Regions from separate parts of the Mus musculus genome. Here all the other regions are linked to region 1. Evidence: chromatin contacts called from public HiChIP or PLAC-seq and promoter capture Hi-C data. All regions are on one chromosome and are shown on one strand. The core of a region is the stretch at or near the end of the contact, and the rest is flanking DNA. Distances in the headings are between cores, read along the strand shown.

The links. Promoter capture Hi-C pulls out the DNA fragments that hold promoters and counts their contacts. HiChIP or PLAC-seq counts read pairs in DNA pulled down with a chosen protein or histone mark.
Region 2: an H3K27ac HiChIP or PLAC-seq map of the HPC-7 cell line shows a contact between it and region 1, with 9 times the contacts expected there. The contact joins two enhancer-like sites. A contact is called at or near these places in 3 of 39 promoter capture datasets (the HPC-7 cell line, embryonic stem cells and hematopoietic stem and progenitor cells), 2 of 15 datasets of contacts at CTCF or cohesin (the G1E-ER4 cell line and large pre-B cells), 28 of 484 Hi-C or Micro-C datasets (the AML12 cell line, ECoMG-derived neutrophils, the F1.1 cell line and 20 more), 17 of 115 datasets of contacts at active chromatin or transcription factors (the 230-238 cell line, CD8 T cells, the HPC-7 cell line and 11 more) and 1 of 9 other capture datasets (bone marrow-derived macrophages).
Region 3: a promoter capture Hi-C map of the HPC-7 cell line shows a contact between it and region 1. The contact joins two enhancer-like sites. A contact is called at or near these places in 2 of 39 promoter capture datasets (both in the HPC-7 cell line), 4 of 484 Hi-C or Micro-C datasets (the G1E-ER4 cell line, the HPC-7 cell line, embryonic stem cells and 1 more) and 4 of 115 datasets of contacts at active chromatin or transcription factors (the HPC-7 cell line, bone marrow-derived macrophages, embryonic stem cells and 1 more).

The regions. Positions count from the first base shown.
Region 1 is chr2:116,998,344-117,001,202 of GRCm38.p6, forward strand. No RefSeq gene overlaps it. Among named protein-coding and RNA genes, the nearest start is that of Gm39912, 61 kb to the right of the region's middle. Within about 2 kb of position 1,493, at least 40 of the 459 cell types and tissues checked have an H3K27ac peak or open chromatin away from gene starts, as enhancers often do. A contact at or near this core is called in the 230-238 cell line, CD8 T cells, the G1E-ER4 cell line and 3 more, where this site is marked.
Region 2 is chr2:117,104,281-117,107,139 of GRCm38.p6, forward strand. No RefSeq gene overlaps it. Among named protein-coding and RNA genes, the nearest start is that of Spred1, 15 kb to the right of the region's middle. Within about 2 kb of position 1,506, at least 68 of the 459 cell types and tissues checked have an H3K27ac peak or open chromatin away from gene starts, as enhancers often do. A contact at or near this core is called in the 230-238 cell line, CD8 T cells, the HPC-7 cell line and 2 more, where this site is marked.
Region 3 is chr2:116,921,895-116,924,753 of GRCm38.p6, forward strand. No RefSeq gene overlaps it. Among named protein-coding and RNA genes, the nearest start is that of Gm46758, 6.6 kb to the left of the region's middle. Within about 2 kb of position 1,472, at least 35 of the 459 cell types and tissues checked have an H3K27ac peak or open chromatin away from gene starts, as enhancers often do. A contact at or near this core is called in the G1E-ER4 cell line, the HPC-7 cell line and bone marrow-derived macrophages, where this site is marked.

The sequences.
Region 1 (2,859 bases), core at 243-2,742:
GCAACCAGTAAACTTCAAAACTGTGCATGTCTCCACTTCCCCAGTATCCAAATCACAAGCATGCACTGATAGATCACAAATATTAAACACACAAAAAAGAAAAACTAATAGCCAATTTGAATCTCTCTCTCTTTCCCTTACCTTATCCCTCCATTCTCTGGATAGATCTCATTCTCAGGCAATATATATATATATATATATATATATATATATATATATATATATATATACCTAGTCCAAGAATTGCTTAAGGAAAGAATTTCAGTTCTGAAAAAAATGTGACATAAGTTTAAATCTAAAATGAATGAGATTTCACTATAAATATGCCATTCATTCCACAATCTCAGCTCAGGACCAGACCTGTCTGGTATGCTATGGTGCCATCTTTCAGCATGAGCTGAAGCAAGACAGAATTTTAATAGTTTGAAGAAAAATGGAAACTGGGAGGAAGTAGGGGATTGGGAGGAGCAATGATCAGAAATATTTGTCTTAAAGTTTTCTTTTCTTTTCTCTTTTTTAAAGGAGAAGAAAAGAAAGACAATGGGAACTGTCCCCAAAGTTGCTCATGTTGAAAGCTTGGAGAGTCTAGGAAGATGATGAGTCAGAGGCCACGTGAACTCTCAGTAGCTCAGAGGGAGACTGGTGCTGCTGTTATCATTGCCACCCTCCCCACAAGCCCACCACACTGAGTCTGACTCAAAGCAGCATGAACATCCTGTTTCCCAGAGATAAGGTCTGGGACAACCCTACCATGGTCAAGGTTGGAGTGTGAAAGTGAGTCTGTCCTTCAGCATAGTCTCTCATTTTTGCTCAGCTTTTCCTGTGTGACAGCAGCAGTGATGGTCCCCATGGCCCCAGGCATGACAGAGCTAAAGCATAGTTTTGAACCTGATTTTGCCAAAGACACTGGAAGTAGAGGAAATCCATCCTCTGCCTCCAGACATCAGCCAAGACAGACTAAACTCCAGTTGCCTTTTTATTCCATTTTATGCACACATTTGCCTGCCTATCTGTCTGTCCCTTTCCCCAATCTCTGTCTGTGTGTACATGTGTGTGTGTACACAAGTGTGTACTCTATATTGTCATTTGTTTTCATTTTTAGTTTTTTAACTAAAAATTTAAATTTCATTTAAAAAAAATGTGTATGTATCACCTTAGTTTGATTTCTTCTGCTGTGGTAAACTATTACCAAAAGTGACTTGAGGAGGAAAGGGTGCGTTTGGCTTGCAGGGCGCAGTCCATCATCAGGGGAAGCCAATGCAGGAGGTCCAGCGGAACTTGGAGGCAGCAACTGAGGCAGAGATCGTGGAGACACACTGCTTGCTCAACATGGCTTTCTTATACCATCCAAGATCAACGGCTCAGCTGGCACCGCCCATAATGGTCTGGGCCTCCCACATCAATCATTAATCAAGAAAATGCCCTACACATTTGCATACATGCCAATCTTGAAGGAGGCTCTTTCTCAGTTGTGGTTCCTCTTCCCAGATGACTATCGTGTGTCAAGTTGACAAAACACTAGCCAACCCAGGAATGAATCAACTGGGAAGCTGATTAGCACTTAAAGTCTAACCACAAAGCAAACCAGGCAGTCTTCTGCCTCACCCAGCACAAAAGCAATCACTTTCCAGTCTTCAACTATTTATTCTACTTTTACTTTATATTTCTAGAACTTTATATTTCTAGAGAATTCTCTTGGCTGTTACTTTCTGAGATTTCCTCCTATGTGTTTGACCTGTTACATTTCTTTTAAAGAAGACAAAAGTGAAATGTCTTACATCAAACTCTTGACAGACACGTGCATATATACAACGTACACACAAGCACATACACACACATACATACAGGCAGACACACACACACTGTTCTTCCAGTATTGACTACCTATTCAATTAACCTTAGAATTTAATTAGCATGATTCGTAAATATCATTCACAGGCAAAAAAAAAAAATCATCTCACTTTGACTTCACTTCCCTTGTGTAAGACCTTTATTCTTACTGGTTAATAATGACCACTCTTCTGGTTTTCTATGTCCCCGTCACTAGCTTACCCCAGCTGTCGATTAACCAAACAAGTCAAAACATACATAAGTGCATCCCGTCCTTAGATCAGTCGAGCAGAGAGAGATGAATGCTGGCGACGGGCTCCATTTCTCTTTTATCTTCAGTCCAGAGCCCCAGCATGCAGATATTGCTGCCCACAATTAGAGTATGTCTTCCCCTCTCAATTAACTCACCTAGAAACTGCCTCATTGCTAAGACCAGAGGCTTGTCTCCAGGGGATTCTACATCCTTCTCCGTTTTTTATTTCCTATCTTCTTTGGGAACTAGTTTTGGTTGAGGCTGGGATCTCTTAGACAGCTCCTCTGTTTTACGTTTTCTTCCCAGGAAAGTTTCTCCAACTTTATACTCTGATACTTGGACATTTGTCCTTTGCATGGTTTCTGACATGGAGTGTTTTATTACTTTTCTAGGCATATTGGCTCCTGAACTTCCTACTTGTTCTGTTGTTCCTTTTGTTTCTTTTCTTCTCTTGGGTTTTGTTGGTGGTGCTGTTGGTTGTTCCCAGATCTTTGCTTGGCATTGTGGCTTGAGTATAGAATGATGCCCACTGACTTGTGGTCTGAGTTCTTGTTCTCTGTCACTACTGTGGGGACAGCGAGCCTTTAAGTGGTAGGGCTAGCAGGTGAAAGTACATGACTAGGGGTGAGCATTTGACAGCTCTAGCCCAACTCCCCAGTGCAGGCTTCCTCTCAACCTCCTGGTCCACCATGATATGAGAACCTAGGATCCCACCACCAGGAACTCTGCCATGCCTTTCTTGCCATGATGGGCAATAACTCCATGAGCCAAATAAA
Region 2 (2,859 bases), core at 256-2,755, 110 kb after region 1:
GTCACTAAATACTTCTTTAAAATTCCCTATATGAATATTCTAGGCTATCACTAATAGGTACGTTAAGACATATATTCAAATCTGTAAAATAAGTTTTGTTACGGCAAGAGACAGTCTAGTCTAATTTGAGGGTAATAATTATTCCTCTCACAGTTTCAATAGAAGAAAACTTCTTCCTTTTGCTATTGTTATCTTAACATCTGCTCTGTTTCATTTTAATCCATGGCTTTATACAGAGACATCCAAATAATATCATTCACAAAATACTCTCCAAAGAATTCCATGGCTAAAGAGAGGAAATGCTGGCAGGGAGCTGCACCCAAATTCATTGGCTCAGGCTATTATACTACTTCTATTTTGCATTAATTTTTAAAACGAGTGGTCCAAATTTAGGCCAGGCAGGAAGGATTTGAAAGAAAAAAACCCCAGAAAATAGATAGAAAGAAAAGCTCTATGAGTCCCTTAATCTTTGTTTTGAGACAAATTCCCATACAATCAGAGTGAGCCTAGTACCACTGTCTCTCAGAAGGTGTAGTTCCATCCTTGATGCTGCTGATGTCATCAGGCAGATAATTTGCTGCTGCAGTGAGGGGCTGTCTTTAGGAGTGTCTCTGGACTCTTCTCACTAGATGCCAGTGACATTCCCTCCCACCCACCCCCTGAACAACTAAAAATATTTCCAGACAACATCAAATGTCCTCTCTCTCTCTCTCTCTCTCTCTCTCTCTGTGTGTGTGTGTGTGTGTGTGTGTGTGTGTGTGTATGTGTGTGTGTATGTGTGTGGTGGGGGCTGGCAGAAAGAAACTGCTTCCAGCTGAGTGCCACTTGGATGAAGTAGTTTTCTATTTTCTTTTCTATTGTGATAAGTGGGTCCAATGAATGAGTTAGACTCTTTCAGAATGTTTTTAAGTATAAACTTCCAATTATTTAGGAAGCTTGTATTAGACCTATAGCGCCTGTGAGGTGTAAGTGTAAACCCTCCTTTGGAAGAGTTCAGGTCTTGGCATTTCTGTGGACTGTAGCATGGGGGAGGTGCGACACTTGCTCTTTCTCTTGCCTCTCAGCATCTACTGTCTTCTCCCTTCTGGTTTCCTCCTTGGCCCTCACTTTTCTCTTTTCTCTGTCTGTGCCCTTGTCATGGTTTCTTTCCCCTCTGACACTGCTTTAGTTACACTCTGGCCATGAAGACCTAGCTCTGTGGTTACAAAGCCAGATGGCCTGACTTTGAAGCAGAGCTTTGCGACTTTCTTGTGAAACCTCCTCGAGCTTATTTAACCTCCATCTGCTTTCGTTTCCTTCCCACTGAAATGAGGGCGATACCAAGAGTCTCTCTCTGTGGTGGGATGAACATGAACAGAGATGAAGCAAATGAGACTGGGCAGGAGGCGAGCGGCCAACAGCATTGGGTATTACAGGGTCTTCCTTTCCACCAGCATAGATTATGTGGCACACTTTCAGAGTCCAGCAACGCCCACCTGCATCTCTCTGGAGAATTATTGTTCATTACTGCTTCAGGAAAGAAGAAGTGGGTACAAGCTTTTAGGAGCTGACTAAACTGCTCTGTGCTGGGACAACATTACAACAAATGTACTGGGGTTAGTTTATTATAAGCTAAGGATACAGCTCAGGAAACTGAGGCAAAGAAATACATAAGAAGAGGGTAAATAATAGAGCTCTCTGAAGAAGAAACATGAACGACATTAAAGCTGGTAATTAGGGAAGTACAAAAACAAAACCAGCAATAGAGTATTTGGGTAGGGCGTTACAATTAATAAAAATTAAGAAATATCATTATCCTTCCTTATGTGGGTGAATATAAAGAAAATGGTACTGTCATTTGTTACTAGTGAGAAAATAATTGTTTAAAAAAAGACATACTTTAGAGGGAGGATCTTTAAAATGTTTATTCTCAAGTCAGCTGTAGTATTTTACATTCAGGAGGCTGAGGCAGATAGACTCTGGAGTTCAAAGCCATGGGCTACAGAGAAGGCAAGACCCTGTCACAAAAATACAGTAAGTCAGCAAACAAATGAACAAATTCTTCCTTTTAACTTAAGAATGCCACTAATGTAAAGTTTCCTGAGAGAAATCTTTACTTTTAAGTATAAATATACTTAAAGATAAGTTTACAGGGTGTTCACCAAAGCGCTATTTCTGACAGGAAAAGATGAACACAGTAATAAGCAAAGATTGATGTAGAAACAGATCAATAAACAGATGCAGGTAATGTCCTGTATACCCAAACAACAAACTACCATGTGACTGTTTCAAAGAATAAACACTGCTATAAAGCATGCATGAGGCATGGTGTCATTGTGGCATACGCAAACCCATGTTTACTGCCTGCACATTTAGGTATACAGCAGAGGGTCTGAATTCATATGTTCTCAATTACCAACAGTAGTCCCTTGTAGACATGGAGACTTGGTGCCCTCTGACTGCAGAAATTTATGACAGAGTTCCTAGTGCTTATAAAGAACACTTGATCTAATTTAAAAAGCAATTTAGTATCATTTTCTTTGCTCCCTGGGACTCCTGGGAGTGCTGTGTATAACTTGGTTTCTTTTTCCTGTTTCTGTGAGAAATGACTCTGACAAAAGCAACTTAAGGGAGAAAGGGTTTCTTTTCCCTCACAGTTTCAGGATCCAGCTTATCATGGCCAGCAAGTCCTAGCAGTCGGAGGTTGAGGCTCCTGGTTCCGTCACATCTGTACTTTGCAAGCAGAGAGATGGTGAATACTTGCGATCGGTTCATTTTCTTGTTTTGTACAGTTCAGGGTCCCAGCCCAGGGCATGGTGGGCAGCCCTTCTCATTTCAACTAATCTAAGCAAGATGATCCCTCACTATGTGCCAACGGCT
Region 3 (2,859 bases), core at 222-2,721, 76 kb before region 1:
CTTTACATCCTGGTCTCTGGAAGTGTAAGTTTTCACTGTGCCTGCTACCACATGTCTCCACACTACTATGCCTCTCCTGCCATGAGAGATTGTAGCCCCGAAAACCACAAGCCAGAATAAACCCTTCCTCCCTTAAGTTGTTTCTTGTCAGGCAGATGGTCAGAGTGATGAAAAAACTAACAGATACAAAAAAAAAAATGTAGAAAGTATTGACATTACAAATGCAGAAAGAAGAGCTAACCAAGGGATAGTCTCAACTCAAGACCAAGGACCAGGACATTGCAAAGCCCAGCCACCAGGCAAACAACTGCCACTCAGAAAATTCCTGCCAATAGCCAAGATGCATAGCTACAGAGCAGCGTGTGAGAAATCAAGGGTATCTACTAATAAAGCAGAGACCAAGCAACGCAGTGAACAAGCAGGACATCTTTACAACACCATGTTCCAGCTTCCCAGAGGAAGAAATCCCTCGCTAACCATTATATAACAATTAACAACAGAAAACAGGGGCCCTTTTTAATCTGTAAATCTCCCTGCGGTTCTGTTTGTTCTGAGTACTAGGTTTCTTTTAAATAATATGCAAAATAGATGCAAAGAGAATCTGTGAAACCCAATTTGTGGGAAGACTTTCCCTGCCCCTGACAAAGTCCAAGCGATCATTGTATGGCGTGCAAACCTAAAACAATAGCCTCCCTATACATCTACTTTATCTGCTCTTTATTCCTCGGCTATGCTTCTGGTGTGAATGTAGGAAGAAACACAGCTGACTCCAGCCTCAGAAAACCAGAGTTTCGTTTTTTGATGACATTACTCATGTGAGCCATGGGTGATAGAAATGTCAATGGTGTCTCAATCTTCCAGTACAGGATACTAGACACCCATTTCCCAAATTGGTTTCAAATTGGTTTCTTCCCCTAAAGAGGAAACTTGCAGGTCTTCCAAGATAAGCCTGGTGGGTTAGTTGACACACGATTCTTCATCTTAGTGACTGCCCACTGACTCATGGGCACAGCATTTAAAATTAAAGTCAGACCTCAGAGGAAGCAAAGAGGACTCCGTGTGTGTGTGTGTGGGGGGGTAATGTCCAGCTCTTCCTCCCCACGGAAGTCAGTCAAGAATGAGGGGGAACTAGACAGACAGGCATGCCAAAGGCTGTGGAGAGATACAGTTCACCAGGTGGCCCCATCTGCTCAGTGGCAGATAGGAGACAGGACAAGTCTTCACAGAACAATAAGAGATATAAGAAAGCTCTAAATTCAAAAGTCTGAGTGTAAGGGCCATTAAATATAGAAAGGGATGACTAAGAAAGACAGAATGATCCTGGGCACATTCCCAAAATAGAAGTGGTATTCAGCAGGCTGGAACTGCGAGGTTGTTACCTGGCTAAAGAAACATCAGGGGAAACATCTAGTGTAAGCTTTTGTCTACAAGGTGGGTCAGACAAATTGTAACTATTTCACAAGCTCTGTCTGAGTACCGCTTCAACTTCTGGCACTTCCTCTCACTCCTCCAGTCCCCAGGACACAGACGCACTTGTTACATTGTTGCCGTATTTTTATTCTGATTACTTAGGGATGCTTCCTGGAACAGGGTGTCTAGAGAAGCATTAAGCAAGCAGAGTGGAACTCTGCCTCTTCTTTTTCCATTCTAAAAATTATGCCCTGGAGACATAGAGTACTCAACAGCTAACAATTCCATACCTGAACTGCAGTGCAGTCTATCTTTGTAGAAATCATATTGATAAACAGGATATCTGCCTGAACAAGGGAACTGGAGAGCGCTGGCCACATTACATAATGGTCCCAAATCCCAGATTTCTGGATTAGTGCTCTAATACTACATAACAGATTGCCACAAACTGAGGCTCACAAATCACCCTATACTCATTATGTCTGTTTTCATGGGCAGGCTTAGTGGAGACTTCTTCGGGGCTCACAGCCAAGGCATCATCTGGTCTGTCCTCTCATCAAAGGATCCACTAGGGAAGATCTACTTTCCAACTTCACTCCCACTGTTGACAGAATTCATTTTCTTACAGTTGTTTGACTATAGCTATCCTCAGATCAGCTGCCTGCAGCTCTTCAGCACATGGGGCTCTCTCTTCCGATGGTAACCAGGCTTTATCATACTCAGACTCCAAGATCAGTGGTAACTGGGTGCCTTTGAGGTGGAATGGCCATACGACAAGTGAGTTTCCCTAATATAACTGCACATATCATAAAAGGAGAGGATCTGGTGTGCTAAAGTGTAATCTTAGGAAATGTCCCAATTACCAAGGAATTACCAAGGTGACATTTCATTTACATTTGATATACGACTCATTAGAAGCAAGTTATAGGCTCGAGCGCTGGTAGCCCAATATCTCAAGTTCTTCAAGGCACAGCTGTGCTTCAGCATCCACCCCATGTCCTGTGCTACCAAGATGCTCAAGTGGAAAGCCAGCTCCAACGAAGACAAAGAGGCAGTGAGTGCGGAGCTCGAGACAGCAGCATCGTTGCCTGCAACAGCCTCTTATACCTGTTCCCACAAACGTAGAGAAGAAGATGCCTATTCAGCTCATAGGCGTGGTGATTGGGTAGTCACACCACACACCACAGTGTGATGTGTGCCTCGCATAACCACCTTACACTGCCAACACATTACCCTTCTGGTGTGAAACCCTTCTGGCATGAAAAGTAGAAAAGAGACTCCCCTAAAAGGCATCAGGAAAAGATAAGATCTTCAGACCAAAAAGAAAGGGAAGGGAGGAGGGGAAGTAGTTTCCCAAGAAACTGAAGAGCATCTACCTGCAAAAAGATGAAAACATTTCCAACATGAGGGGGTGGTGCAGCCTCTGGTGAAGCAGAGAAAGAACCGAAG